Linked DNA regions of Mus musculus: region 2 is linked to region 1. The links are chromatin contacts, called in public HiChIP or PLAC-seq maps. All regions are on one chromosome and are shown on one strand. The core of a region is the stretch at or near the end of the contact, and the rest is flanking DNA. Distances in the headings are between cores, read along the strand shown.

Region 1 (7,840 bases), core at 3,041-5,540:
TGCCCCCATAATGACACACCTCCTCCAACAAAGCCACACCTCCTAACAGTGCAGCTCCCTAGGGGCAAGCATTCAAACATATGAGTCTATGGGAGCCATACCTATTCAAACCACTATACCAGTGTAGGAACAGCCCTATGATTACATTTACAAAATAAAACGCAAAAACCAAACAAAACACACACAAACACACACACGAAAAACAGCAAACTAGGAAAATAAGTTCTGTAGAAACCCTTTGAAGACTATAGTTTTAGAGGCCACATAAATCATATACATGCTATCGTTAAGTCCCTTAAGTATGACTTTCTCTCTAGAAAAATCCATACCCATTTCTTGGATATGTGCTAGCCTTTCCCTCATCATAGGTCTTTCTCTCCATTGATGCCCACGTTAAAACTTTTTCTTAGTAAGCTCCAACTTTGTTCCAAAAATTATGGTTTTGTTCTACTTTTGAATAATGTAAAAGAATTTCTAAAGAATATTTATCATTTATGATAGATAAAATTTATCATTTTAATATATGAAATATAGATATAGAATAATAGCAAAGATATTTTTAAGACCTCAGTGAATGTAGTTAAAAACAAGGATATCTGACATTCTTATCCTTCTGATATTATCATTGTTTAATTCAGACTTTTTTATTTTAGATTTTTTTATTTTGATATTTTCTTCATTTACATTTCAAATGCTAGGATAGAAGTAGAGGCAGTACTCAAACCTTTTAAAAGTGGTACCTCAAACCTTGACACATCTATCCTCTTCGCCTACCCTTGACTGGAGCATCGTCTACTGATTAGTCTTTACCTGACACTTGGGGGACTCCTGTACTAATGGAGTGGGCTATTGGAGGAGGTTAGTAGTGCTGGCTGTGGCTGTCCTCTGTCAGGTAAGCAAAGCCTTCTCTTCAGCCCCACCCAGCAGATCCCACTTTTCCACAATTGGATCTTGATTGTGCAGAGCTGCATGGAGAAAAGGGAGAGAGGAGGACTGTGTGGCTTCACTAGAACCTCAGACTCCTTTGCTCAAGCTCCACTGGGAACTCAGAATGGTTTTCCTGATCTCAATGAAGCCCCACAGGAGTTTAATGTTCAGCCCGAGAGCCATCTAAAACACAAGTGATGTTAAAGTCCTGATGGTACTTATTCGTCATTTAAAAATAGCTACAATGTTAGTGTGCGATACGGATATCTGTAGAGCAATGGACCAGTCAACCAATAGATAACCAAGGATTGATATCTGTTGTGCCTTCTGTAATTCTGGAATCTTGGAATCACACCAGATAATGCCATTCTCATTTCCAGTGGTCCTTGCTCTTTGTCACAGCAGGAATGGACAGCCCAGCTTTGCATCGATATGACTGACATAGCCCAGGAATGCATGATCTTAGGGGGAAACTGCCACCACGATGGCAGTGTGTGCGTGCCACTGAGTCTCTCTGTTTCCCTCGACATTTTGAAATAAGTCATGACAACATCACCCCAAGTGAGTTTACTTTTGACCCCCTGGGGAATGAGTGCACAGTTTGGAAACTTTGGGGTTACACTAATCCTGATTCATTATCTGGGGCTGGATACATTGTTTCTCAAATAAGAATTAAACTTTATTGAGTTTCAGAAAATAATACCCCAAAGTATGGTATTTTGACAGTTTGAGGACAGGAGATTAAACATTCTGAGAAACAAAGTCCCTCTATGACCTTTCCCTGTCCTCCTGCCTCACCCACTTTGCTCCTGGGAAGCAAGTCATAGAAACCAGAATTCTTCCCTAAAGTGAGTCATAGAAACCACAACTCCTCATCTCAGTCCTGCCCCAGGCCCTGGACATAGGAATGCTACAATCACACACACATACACACCCACACCCACACACACACACCCCCCCACACACACACACACAAAGCAAGAAGAATCTGAACAGGACTTTCAGACCCTTTTTGTGAAAGCGCACTTAAACACCTGCTGTGAAACTTTCTTGAGGGCAGGTATGCAAACAGGCAGTGTCCCCTGGGTCTTTTTTTTTTTTTTTTCTTTTTAGAAGCCTCTCATTGACCACTTCTAGCTAAACTAATTTGTTATGCTAGTTTTCTCAGTAACCTTTCACCCATGACTCTTATGGGTGACCAGACATATCATCTTTCTGTCTTTCTACCTTCTTTTGCAGAGGAAGAAGAGAAAGCAGAAATCATTTAGGAAACACAATTTCTACCTCAGTGTGCAGCAACCTCAGTACTTATTTTCTGAGAAATATTTAGAAACTGGTTTATAGCACAGTGTGTATTTATTAAATGAATGGAGAAAAATGACTCCCTAGTTTGATGAAAATGGTTCCTTCTATTAACCACAGAAGGCCAAAGTGTAAAGGAGTTGTCTACAAAAGCGTACAGCCTCATGCCCAATAGCTATTTGGCTTAAAGGCGACTAACAAGGATGGTTGGATGCACAAGTACATGTCTCTATGAGATATATTGTTTCCAATGCACCACCATGAGAGTAATTTCACAGACAATGAAAATGATTAGTGAACTCTCAATACAAATGCCCATGCATTTATCATTGGATTGTTAAGAAAGAAATTAGAAATTAGAAATTTCTTCCTTAAATATTTGATCAGTGTGAACCTGTCTATAATAGGCAGTTACTGATGATCAAACGCATTTCCTTGAATATATCCAGGCCTGGTTAGATAGTCCACTTCTTCTTATGACATTTGGCAGATTGCTGTTAAGAAACTGGTTCAGTTAGTTTATACTATCCAAGCAGTGACAAAATTGTTCACAATCATCTATCTCAATCCCATTTACATTCATAGATCTATGGCAATATTCTCTTTTGCATTTCTGACTATACTAATATTGTCAGAAGACCGAAGTTGGGCTTATCGCTGTCGCTATTGGTTTCCCTTTCAGGGGTAAGCTCATTGGTCCTTCTGCTCTGGCTTTGCTATTTTTCTTTTCGCTTCCTTGGGATTTAACTTGTTCTGCTCTTTCTGTAGAAGTGGATGACTTTGTTTCTATTTATTATTGCTGCTATCAGCTTTTCTCAAAACACAGGCTTTCCACATCCCACAAATTTTGATGAAGCGACTTTTTGCTGTTATTCAGTTATTTTTTTTAAACACTTAATTTTTTTCCTTGGGTTTTGTCCTTTGACTCATTTGTTGTCTATAAGTGCTGTTATCTATAAGTATGCTGCTTATACCTCATCTGGACATTCTTCAGGGTTTTTTTTTTTCTGGTTATTGGTTAATCCATTAGTTCCATTGTGCTTGGTAGCAGAGCCTTTATTGTTTCCTTTCTAGGAGTATTTGATAGCCCAGAGTATTATCTGTCTTGATAAAAGTTCCCAATGAGCTTGAAAAATAATGTGCAGTGTGTAGTTCTGGCAGATTAATCCACTGGTATAAGTATATCTAGTAGATTTATTTTCACTGAGTTTTCTTCTGACTTTCTGCCCACCAAACTTGTGAATTTCTGACAGAAAAGTGTCAAAGTTTTACCTATAATGATGAATTTTTCTATTCTTCCTCATTCTTCCTTCTAGGTTGGTCTGACATATTTTGGTGTCTGTCGTCAGGCACATATATGTTAAGTATTATTATTTCTTCTTGGAGAACCAGTCCCTTTATTGTCTGATCCTTGATAACTTTCTTTGCTTTGATGTATAATGTGTCTGAAATGAATAGCTATGCCTTCTTCTTGTCATTGGCTTTAGCACCAGTTTGCATGTGGCTGAGGACAGAACTGAACACAGCCCAAAACAAAGTCCTAAACTTCCGTAAAGCACCTTGAGATTTTGGAGCTGGGGATTTGGCTCAGTGGTGGAGCCCTTGCCTACAATACACAAGGCCCTGGACCTCAGCCTCAGCACTGAATAAAAAGTAATTTTAAAAACTTGACTGTGTAACTCTCAAGCATGAAATTGTGGATGATGGTGTTGTATTGTGGAAAGCCTGGACATGACTGCTAGTCTAAGTCAAAAGTCTCATCTAAGTATCATGTAAATCCCTGACAGTTGAAGTGCAATCCACCTCAATGTTGGGGAATGGCTTTGTGGACTGTGTGTGTATTCAGATGCTGGCTACTGTGCCCAGAGATCTGGTTGCAGTCTGGACTTTGGCATTGTCAAGCATTTCATGTCTCAGTGTTATGTAAAAATTGTTCCCCATTACTTCTGACTGGTTATTAAAGAGCTGATCAGCCAATAGCTGGGCAGGAGAGGAGGAGGGAGTTCCTGGTGGAAGTAGGAAAGCAAGATTGGACTGTGAGGATTTGCCATGAGCAGGTGGCCATAAGAGAGTCCAGGAGGACACCAATGGGGTAGGAACAACCTCTGGAGCAAGAACAGCTAGGACAAGACCCAGATGCCAAGTAACACCACATAGTGGGAAGTAGGCCAGGCCAGCACAGTTGTGTTAGAATAGCTCAGTATTTGCCCAGCTATAGTGCAAGAAGATCATTAATAAAAATATTGCGTTTCATCATTTCAGAGCAAGGGCAGGTGTAGAAAAGCCCTGTATATTTACATCTTAAGTCAGTATCCTTCCTAATATGATTCTGGAAGATGAAGCATATTATGTGCTTGCTAAATATAGAGAAATTCTGAAATTACTGCTCCTATTCTGAAAGGGGCAAAGAAAAAGTAGGAAAGAAAAAAATGGAGTCGTAAGAATGACCAGAGGTGATAGCTAGGGCAAGCACAAGAGACATTAAAGGTCAACAATAGTCTTTGACTCGCTGCTCTTCCCTTCAGGCTCATTCTTTGCATTCCAAACCATGGTGATCACAGATTGGTGTCACATCCTGTCTTAGTTAGGGTTTTATTGCTGTGGACAGACACCATGACCAAGGCAACTCTTATAAGGACAACACTTAATTGGGGCTAGCTTACAGGTTCAGAGAGGTTCAGTCCATATCATTAAGGCAGGAACATGGCAGCATCCAGGCAGGCATGGAGCAGGAGGAGCTGAGATTTCTACATCTTCATATGAAGGATGCTAACAGGATACTGGCTTCCAGACAGCTAGGATGAGTGTCTTAAAGCCCACACCCACAGGGACACACCTACTCCTTCTACTTGTGCCACTCCATGGGCAGAGTATAAAAACCATCCCACACCCCGATGTGAATGATCTGAATTTCTGCACTGATTTTGCCTTAATTACTTTCTCCAAACAGGCAGCAGGCGCTGTCCTGGTCCTATTCATACTGTAGCTCTCTTTCTGGGCTTCACAGCTCTCCTTGGCTGAGTTCCTGTATGTATAGTTCTGCTACTGTTCCAGTTTTGAAGTCTCAGTGATAGTAGTAATGTTATTCTAGTTTTTCTGGACAAAATCCATCTCATAGCTCTTGAACTCGAGTGACAGAGACATCTTTGTCCACCAGGACCAGAGAAGTGTCCATCCTTTAAATTTCCTGAGAATTTTGTGTGCCCTGGAACTGCACTTTGGACTTATAATGGGAGATGTAGTCAGAATGGTTTCTGAATTGCCTTGGGTGTCATCCTTCTCTTGTCTTCCAAATACCTTCCCACTTCTGTTGAACTTCTGATCCACACAGCTTCCCATCTGATAAGTTGCTTGACCATGCCCTTAGTGATCTCTGCTGATTTACAATGCTTGGAGTCAGCCAGAAAATATTTTAAGTCTGTAAGTTTGACATCCTTTTTGTTTACTAATTGCCATCTTAGAGTCATTTCTTTCTCCTCAAATTTAAGTAATCCAGGGAAGCTAACTTCAGCCCTTTGCTTGGACATTTCCTTGGCCAAATGATCAATTTTATTTTCTTACAGACTCTGCCTTCCACAATACACAAGAACAAAAACAGCTCAGCCATCATTTCTATTCCATTCTAAAAAGGGTGGCCTTCCCTTTTTCTGTAGAAGACCTTATCAAAATCATCTTTACAGTCTGTAGTTCTGGTCTGGTAATGATGGTACATACCTGAGATTTTAGAATGCAAGTAGCTGAAGCAGGAAGATTGCAAGTTTATGGCCAGGCAGGGCTACATATGTGAGAGTCCGTCTCAAAACCACAGTCCCTATTTTTTACTAACATTCTGCATGAATTACTTTGATATTCTCTGGCCATACTAGCTCAGCCAGTCAACAGCTTCTCTAGCACAAGAATGAGGATTAAAAAGACAAAAGGCAATTAGACAACACTGTAGCATGACCCCTTCCAGTCAGTTCTGAGGCTGAGGCAGGTTTATTTTTTCCCAGTCCACTTTTATACCATTTTAATTGCATGCAAGCAATAAGGGCAAACAGTACAATAAACACAAATAGTCAAGGAACAAGCAAAGCAATAAGCAAAGTCCCGTGATCGCTGTTTCTAAGGACTTATCAGGATGATCGAAATATCTGAGCCTACTTCCTTGTCCAAGCCCAAAATCAGATTCTTGCCTAAAGCCTACTTCTTTTGCTCTACCCTAAAATTAAGATTCCTGCCTGAGCTTACTTCCCTGTTGTAGCCTAAAATTAGATTCCTGCCTGAGCTTACTTCCTTGTCTTGGCATAATGTCAGATTCCTGCCTGAAGCCCATTTCCTTGTCCTTGATCAATGTCAGATTCCTGCCAAGTGGCCCACAAAGCTCTCCACAATTCTCCAAGAAGACTGAAAATTTCCCCGTGGCTCCCCCATTTCTTTCTGGACCCTTACTAGAAATTATTTTCAAGTCCTATTCCAATACATCAACGTAAGCCTTAAAAACAAACAAGCAAATAGGCACCACCCAAATTCTCCAACCTCTACTCTTTGCCCTGCTCCAAAATTGCTTATTGCTTTTGTAGGTATTCATTATAAAAGAACTGTTTTCCTACATACTAGTTTTTGTATTTGCTCATTTCATCTGATAATCTATCTATCTATCTATCTATCTATCTATCTATCTATCTATCTACCTATCTACTTACCTATCCATCCATCCATCCATCCATCCATCCATCCATCCATCCATCCATCCATCCATCTATCATCTGGAGCGACTTAAAAACATTTATGTCTCATAGTTCTATAGAATGGGAAATTCACTAGAAAGACATGAGCCCATTTGTCTGGTGGGGTTTCCTTCCTGGATTGTAGATGATCTTTTTTTTTAAGATTTATTTATTTTTATTTATACGAGTACACTGTAGATGTCTTCAGACACACACCAGAAGAGTGCATCAGACTCCATTACCATATGAGCCACCATGTGGTTGCTGGGAATTGAACTCAGAACTTCTGGAAGAGCAGTCAGTGCCCTTAACCTCTGAGCTATCTCTCCAGCTCCATAGATGACCTTTTTTTTTTGTTCACAGTGTTTGTAGATAGTTGAAAGGGCAAAGTAGCTCTCCAGGGTCTCTTTTGTAAGTACACTAATTCCGTGCCCCACCTCCATGTACCATCATTGGGAGCTAGGTTTCAACACATGAATTTTGAGGAGGCAACAAAACATTTTATTTATAGCAGGTCTTTTCTGCTTCCTCTGGCATTTCCATTGCTGGGAAGTTATGGTTTTGTGAGGGTCCCACAGTTCTTGTGTATTCTGCTCTGTTTTGCCTCCCTCTGTCTTTGTTCTCTTTGCGCTTTTTTTAGTTTTGGGGATTTCTATTGATGTCTTCTAAAGCTCAGAGATTCTTACCTCAGCCATGTCCAGAGTACTAACAAGCCCATCAAAAGCATTCAGAATTCCTCTTGTCATTTTCATCTCTAGAAGTCCTTATTGGTTCTTTCTCAGGATTTCTATCTCTGCTTGTGTCAGTAATTTCTCTCTCCTGTGTGAGTTACTCATTGGAACCTTTGGTGTCTGCATTGTTTTAAGTTCCTTATCTGATAATTCTGCCACCCCTGCCCTGTC
Region 2 (7,840 bases), core at 2,700-5,199, 53 kb before region 1:
GTCAATTAATTTCTTGAAGTTCAATTCTAGAGAACAAAGCCAGGAGAGTGAGCCAGTGAACTGGTATGACACTGTTTAATGATATTGTGCAAGATCATATAACTGAATCTTATAACTGAGTTCCCATGCAATTCAAACATGGAAGAAGATGCATAAATAAGTATATAAAATTATTCCTTCACACTGAGAAGTCTGAGTTATTAAAAGTTGCAGGGATGCTACAGTTAAAGAGTAATGGTATCCAAGATTGATCAAAGAAATCCATGAGAAATAAGTATCCAAAGATAAATGCTACAATTCCAAATGTGGGAATTATTTCTAACACCTACATAAAATCTATTACCCAGACAGGAAAACAACCTCACCCTATAGAACTGTTTCATAAACTCATAATAACACTGCTTACATTGATAAAATAAAAATGCACTCTTTATTTTCACTTTTGCTGTGTGCCTTTTTCTTAATCATTATTCTTTACATGTTTAACTTCCACTTTAGAAACCAGAAAACTTACAGTCCCAGGACGACTGTATCCATATATCTCAGAGAACACACGTGGTCACTGGATACCAAGTACAATGGTCTTTACTCAACTAACGTACCCTGAAAACAATCAAGAAGCCACATGCCACCAACGTAATGCTAAACATAATCCGGGCTCTTACATACGGAGGTCAGAGGACAACCGGAAGGAGTTGGTTCCCTTCTTTTCCCATGTGGGCTCAGGAACTGGTTTAGATTATGGGTTTCCAAGACACCGGTTTAAATAACCAGCTATTTATTTCAGTTATTTACAGACATGTTATAGTTTCTTCCTCCCACTACTTTTATAAATAACTTAAGTCTTTCATTAAGTTTTCTTAGGTATAATGCAGACAGACCCTGAACCACTTGTAGACTCTACTGCTTATACATTTTTATATAAAGTACAAATGCATTCAACGAATAAGCATGTAAGATTTAAAGGATCAACAGTAATTACCTGAAGGAAGCTAAAGTTGCATATACCAAAAATGATGATAACTCTTTCTCAGGTCTGCTATCTCTACACTTCTTTTGGAGACTATATTAAAACACTACAACAACAGCGAACAGACAAACTTGGAATTTCTTTACCAACATCTGTATGTGTCTTTTATAAAATCTTGACTGGCTGATTATTAACAAAATGAAAGCATATGTTCATTATAGAAAATAGAACTATCTTTTCCCTGCAATATAATGATCTTTAGCTGAAACCAGACTTCATAAAGATATACATCAACAGTTTAAAAAAAATCAGTTTGTTTTAACAAGAAAATGTGCAAGTGAAAAACAGAAGAAGACTGAAGAGAAAGAGGTTCTACAATTGTACTGGAAATATAAGGCATGAACTTATAAATGAGTGACTTGAGGCGGATGGTACAGATGGGATCCTGTGGCAAGCTACTCGGGGAAGAACAGGAACTAAGAACCTGGAGGACATGAAGACAATACTAGAAGAATTCTGTAATAAAATAAGATCCAGTCCAAACCATTTTGCTTGCTATAACTTCTCTGTTATACTTTGTGTAGTTACTATCTAAAGCTAAGAATGCAGAGAGAATGTATGAAAGTCTGGAAGGATAATTCTCAACTCAGAGATACTTTAGTTTGAATGTTGTTCTGTCACTATCTGTATGATACTGGACAAGTTTTTGGAACATCCCACAAAATGGGAGCAGTAACTATAGAGGGCTGGGTATTGTAGCTCTGTGGCAAAGCAATTGTGGAGCATGTTGAGAGACCTTGGGTTCAATTCCAAGCACTGTCAGGAAAATAAACAAAACAGCAAAATAAATGTTCCAAAAATATCAACACTTATCACTATGAAATAACAGATATTCTGGTACCTTAAAAAAACTACACAAAATTTACTTATAGGTAAGGTAAGCCCAGACCCCTAATAATTACATTTATGCTTAGGGGAAAACCTTGAAAAATTAATATTTACTAACACTTATAATTTATAAAGCATTTTCACATACACCTTAATAAATACTATATAACTTTCAATTGGTTATTTTTTCTTTGACAAATGGAGAAACTAGCATTTAGAAATTTGGAAATATATCTGCTAGCAGCTAAAATGTCTGAAAACTTTTGTGATGGACACTGTTCTAAGAGCCTAGAAGGCAAACACATCCTGACCTCAATTTATAAGAAATTAAATGTAAAGGAATTGTCCAGGGACATGTCACAAGGCAAAACAAGTTATGTCCCAATTTTGCTCTAAGCTATTGTCTAATATTCTTTTGTTTTTTGCTTTTTTGGGGGTGGGGGGTTGAGACAGGATTTCTCTGTGTAGCCCTGTCTGTCCTGGAACTTACTCTGTAGACCAGGCTGGCCTTGAACTCAGAAACCTGCCTGCCTCTGCCTCCCAAGTGCTGGGATTAAAGGTGTGTGCCACGACTGCCTGTCTTCCCTTTTTGTTTGTTTTTGGTTTTTGTTTTTGTTTTAGAGACAGGGTTTCTCTGTGTAGCCCTGGCTGTGTTTAATATTCTATTCGATTAACCTGCCAGTTATCTATTTTCTCAAATGGTTTTAGGTCCATTATAGTTTCTGATCACTGATCCAAGACATATTTCTATCATCTTGAAGTAAGTATAAACACCGACAAGTGTGGCCAGCAAGTCAAACTGACCATTAAACACTACTTTTTTTTTTTTTTTTCTAATTCATGACCAACTTAAGAAGAAGCCTATTTAGGATTCAAGATTTTTAACATAACCCTGAAACCTTCAAAATTCTGAGTTGTGAATCTGAGAGATATGACCGGAAGTTCTCTGGCCCACACTTTTATATGGAAGACTTGACAATTTAAAAAAACAAAACAAAACAAAAAAACCTTCCTCTCCTCCTCTAACAACACATCAGCATCTTATCTCAATATAGGGTTCACTTTAAGTTTGACAATCAAGCAGAAACTGACCCTTCTTGTTGTAACTATTATTTACATATTTACCCTGTTTAAGGTATATAATGCACTAATACATCCTCTGGTTACTTAGTCACTCTATATGTACATGTGGGAATGACAGCCTTCCTGGGAGAGTACATGTAAGGTCTCTTTGGCTATGTTGCAGACAAAAAAAAATGAGATCGCTGTTCCCTATGGAACTACTTCAAAGACGGAAGCTTTCAGATCGCTTGCTGAATGTATAAGCAACTCATTAAGCCTGTGTCAGCACCTCATTAGCACTCAACTCGGAAAGGATGTCTGGCTAGCTCATGAAATAACGGATTTGATAACTATCCCCAAGAGTGTAAAATAACTTTTTTTTTTTTATTTACTGGAGAAAGGCACAAAATTAGACTTGTAAAGTAGGACAAACTACCGTTTCATTTCCCAAGTCACTGAGTATGAAGTAGATCTTAATGGACAGGGTGTGTGTTTTACAGGGGCTTAAAAAAAAAAAAAAAAAGCAGACGCTTAGAGTCTGTGCAGTCTAGGGTAGGAGAATCGGACGCTAGCTAGATGTCTTCCCCAGAGGCCTGGGGACTTTAATCACGTACCAGGGCTTCCTTCCCTACAGTCAGGACTGAGGTGTAGGCTTCCAGATACACGCGACTGCATCGTCTCACAACTTCCAGGCCCTTGACTGTGATGTCCTTGGCATCTCCCAGGCCCAAGCCGATCAAGTAAAGCATTCCGAACTCCAGGGATGGGGAGACTGCAGAGCGAAGTGAACAACAGAAAAACGTCAGCTAACACCGGGGACCTAAAGTCTAGGGATGAACATAAAAACCAAGGTGGCACCCTGCGTGCGTCCGACACTCCTGCATACTCTTAGAAAATAATGGAATGACTGTTTTTAAAAGTGTGATCCGATTACCCGCTTAGAGACTCGGAGGTGATTCGCTGACGTCCCTCAAAGTCTCACTGCAGCCTTTTAATAATTGCAGTCCCCAAACCATGTGCCCATCAGAGACAGAGCTTCCGGGTCTCACCTAACGGCGCCGTAAAGCGCAGAGCCCTTCACAGCACTTTACGACTGGCAGGAGGCGGAGATGACAGACCGCTCCAGGAACGAGCTATAGAGCGATCGCATACCCCCCGCAAGGCCCTCCAGGACTCGCTGACTCCCGGGCAGAGGTCAAGGGTCAGGAATGGGTCCAGCTGTGCGCCTGGAAAGGACCCAGCGTGCCCACGCTCCCGGCAAGCCAGGACTCAAACATCCCCAAAGGGCGTCCGGGCTGATGACGATAGCTCCCAATCGCCCTCCAGACGCACACTGGCAGGAACAACCGGAGGGACTTCCCTGACCGACCCCGCGTTTGCTCAGCTTTGAATTCCCGCTCTGTAGATCTGTCGCAATTTAACCAGAAGTCACCCTGGTGAGGGGACAGGTTGGCTTGCCCTGCTGAGTGTGGTTGTTAAGTTCCCAGGGGGGGGGGGGGGGCTGTGACTCCTTCTAGGGGTTTGTCCCTGGGATCTGATACCAGAATGCCTCAAGGGAATCTGCCTTAGTCACCCTCGGTGGAGAGTGACCTTTTAAGAGTGCTCAAGGGATGACTAAATACGAATGTGATGACATATACGGATGAAAAATGCCATAATGAAGCCCATTACTTAGTATGCTAACCAAAGGATAATTTTAAAAAAGAAAGTAGTTCTATGGCGGGAAGCGCATAACAAAAAGGAAAGTGCTTTAAACCTCTCAGCGGTTGTTGCAGAGATTCTTAAAGATTGGTTACACGCAGCTCCAGTAAGCGAAAAGTTTACACTGCAGATGCTCTTCCTAAATTCACTGGTAACTTTATCCAAGTTGGGAAGACAGTTCATTGCTTCTCTTGGCACAATGTAATGGCCTTTCAGATTTTTCTTAAGTCTAGCCTTTTCCTCCAAGGGTGCACGAAGACCTGATTCTCCCTGTTCCCACTAAATTGATTTATTCTTTGCACCATATTAAAATACATACACCTCAAAATAGATCATGGTGTAAATGGAAAGACCTAAAATTATAACAGAAGAAAAAAAAAAAAGAAAAGAAAAGAAAATCTGACCTATCCAGGGAGAGATTTCTCAGGTATGCTATAAAAGGCATGTTGCAAAGAGAGAGGAAAAAAAGTCATACTTTAATAATAAAAACTCCCTTCAAAAGACTGAAGTCGTACACTGAGAGAAAATGTTTGCAAACCAGAAATTTGACAAAAGACTTGTCAACAGAGCAAACAAACCAAAGGAAGGCTATCAAGATGCTGGTAAAGGAACTTGTCACGCAAGTCTGACAACCTGAGTTTAATCCTGGAACCCAGTTAAAGGTGGAAGAAAAACAACTCCACAGAGGTCTCCCCTGACCACCACAGGCTGGCACACCCACACACACCCCCACACCCCCCCACACACAAACAAATTAATAATAAACTGAAGATGAATTCAAATCTAATGGATTCTTAAATGGAACAAGAAAACAACTCAATGTGGAAAAATGTACAAAAGATTTTGAGTGATAACAAATAAGATAGGCTAATAACAGATAAGCATTTTAAAACTTGTCTAGCCGGGCAGTGGAGGTGCACACCTTTAATCCCAGCACTCGGGAGGCAGATGCAGGCAGGTTTCTGAGTTTGAGGCCAGCCTGGTCTACAGAGTGAGTCTTGAACCCCGCCCCCGCCCAAAAAAAAATCTAGAGAAATGGTTTTCAAAGTTCTTTTTAGATTATTTTATGTGTGTGAATGTTTTCCCTGTCTGTATGTCTGTGTACCATATGTGTTCCTGTGCCCATGGAGGTCAGAAGACGGTACCAAAATCTCTGGAACTGGAGTTACAGATGTTTATAAGCCACCATGTGAGTGCTGGGAATCAAACCTGATAATCCGGAAACCTATCCAGTTCTATACATCCAGAGCTGGATTCATCACCTTCTTTACCTGCGTGGTATCTGACTCTGTATCGGGTAGGTTTGACATTCCCCCAACCCAGATATTAGTCACCCCCACACGTACTGCCAGGTCTTCTCTGTCAGAAACCATACTGACTATCACTGTGTTGGTTCAGATCCTAGCTCTATTACTCTGTTAGCTTCCCATCTTGTTCCCTTCAAATGTGTCTTCACAGAAACCAGGGAGGACTAGTAAAGATACACCCTAAAAATAGTATCCCCCTTCTAAAAAAAAAAAAAAAACTTTGGCAAAAGAAACCCCATGCTCTTAAATTTCCCATCTATGGGATGTTGAGTACCTGCCTCCCTGGTCCCCTTACATACCATGAGCGTTCTTTCAGTGGTATTGACCCACCTGTAGTTCTGTGCCCAAAGCATGCAGCCACATGCACCCTGCTGACACCTCAGCTCATCTGAACATTAAAGCCTGTCTCGTCATCAGCCTAGATTCCCACTACCGATCCTTTACACTCAGGAAGTCTCCCCAGAGGTCTCCAGCCTCTAAGCAAAGGAGTCTCCTCTACTAAAGTAATGTGTCTATAAAATAGCTGAGTCTCTTTAAAACTGCATACCTGTATAGGTCCCATGTCCAGCTGTCAATGGCCCACACAAAACAAACTCAAGGGTATATCTGTAAATGTGTGTCTTACATTGATTTGCTTGGGTGGTTTTTGTTGTTGTTGTTTTGTCTTCCTACTTTTTTGCTAGTGTACTAAGGTTTCTAGTTTTGTTTTTTTATGGTTTTTGTTTTTATGTTTATGTGTGTCCGTGTGGTTTCTGTGCTTTTTTCGCTTTTTAAAGAAATTTTGTTTTGCTTTTTTATTTGCTGTTTGTTTTCTAAAAAGATAAAGAAGGCGTAGAGTTGGATGGGGAGGTGAGGGATCTAGGAGGTGGGAGAGGGGAAACCACAGTAAGAATATATTGCATGAACTTTTAATGAAAAATAAAAATAAACAGATAAAATTGTCTTCCTGTATTTCTGCTTCATGAAAGTAATTTTCTGAAGTCATTGAGTGTGATTTCCTTGTGTCCGATTCTCTAGGCTTAGCACTGTGTGTACCTACAGTAAGTTTACAGTCAGGGTATATTTATAGATCATTATGCATTCATTAGTAGCCAAGCGATTTCTTTGAATTATATATCCTGTCTTCTGTGATGCCAGTGTGTGATATGTTCTAAATAAGTACTAGAAAGTCACTGACAAAACCTCAGACATTAGTATGTCTTGTTCACACCTCTTCAGGAAGCTGCTGGGGTTGAACGGCTTGTGATACATACCATGCACATTTTATTCACAGACCTTGGAGTATGTCAGCAAAGTTTTAATGTACAGCAAAATTTTCAAAGTTTACAATGTCCTTTTTATGACTTTAGATTTCATTGACTACTTTCTTATTTATTCATAGTAAGTAGATATGGCCAAAAAGAATATTTAGGTAATCCAAACTATAGGGGGGAAATGAAGGGGTCCTCTTCAGTAAGATGTTAAATATCATATTTTTAGATAATAGTTTCTACTCAAAATTTTCCCAGAAAGAAAGCCTTAACTTTGGTGTGAAATGTGTAATAAACCCACTTTTCTACCAGCTTTGTCTCATGGGAGACCAATACCTTTTTCTTTCCTGGGTGTCAAAAAGAAAAGTTATGGCAATCTTTTCCCTCTTCAGCGTAACAAACACAAGCAGCAAATCTTACCTAGTCTGTTTTTATAGAGCCATTCTGGGGGTATGGGGTGGGGGTTGGCTGTTTCTCCCTCACTCTTTTAAACAGTTTTCAAATATGATTGTCTTTCCCCCTGTCTCCAATAACTTATTCTTAGGAAAGGTGAAGTAATTTTACAATAAGCCTCCACAGCTTCCTAGATTCCACAGCTGTTAAGAGGTGGCTGTATTTGCTTCATAATACATTTCACCATCTAGCTGGACATCAGCCGATCT

What was found. HiChIP or PLAC-seq counts read pairs in DNA pulled down with a chosen protein or histone mark.
Region 2: a contact with region 1 is called in an H3K27ac HiChIP or PLAC-seq map of trophoblast stem cells, with 25 read pairs. The contact joins the promoter of Dph5 here to the enhancer-like site in region 1. A contact is called at or near these places in 8 of 39 promoter capture datasets (the 3T3-L1 cell line, 3T3-L1-derived adipocytes, HPC-7-derived erythroid cells and 4 more), 1 of 15 datasets of contacts at CTCF or cohesin (CD8 T cells), 27 of 484 Hi-C or Micro-C datasets (CD4 T cells, CD8 T cells, CD8 central memory T cells and 18 more), 10 of 115 datasets of contacts at active chromatin or transcription factors (CD8 T cells, the SCID.adh cell line, bone marrow-derived macrophages and 6 more) and 3 of 9 other capture datasets (adipose tissue, liver and pancreatic islet).

The regions. Positions count from the first base shown.
Region 1 is chr3:115,831,976-115,839,815 of GRCm38.p6, reverse strand. No RefSeq gene overlaps it. Among named protein-coding and RNA genes, the nearest start is that of A930005H10Rik, 52 kb to the left of the region's middle. Within about 2 kb of position 4,290, at least 11 of the 459 cell types and tissues checked have an H3K27ac peak or open chromatin away from gene starts, as enhancers often do. A contact at or near this core is called in the HL-1 cell line and trophoblast stem cells, where this site is marked.
Region 2 is chr3:115,884,292-115,892,131 of GRCm38.p6, reverse strand. It overlaps Dph5 (diphthamide biosynthesis 5), which reads right to left and starts at 3,949. Exons shown (of 8, transcript NM_027193.2): 1 at 3,855-3,949; 2 at 3,535-3,692. The coding sequence starts at 3,669. A930005H10Rik (RIKEN cDNA A930005H10 gene) reads left to right here and starts at 4,002. Exons shown (of 2, transcript NR_015487.1): 1 at 4,002-4,368.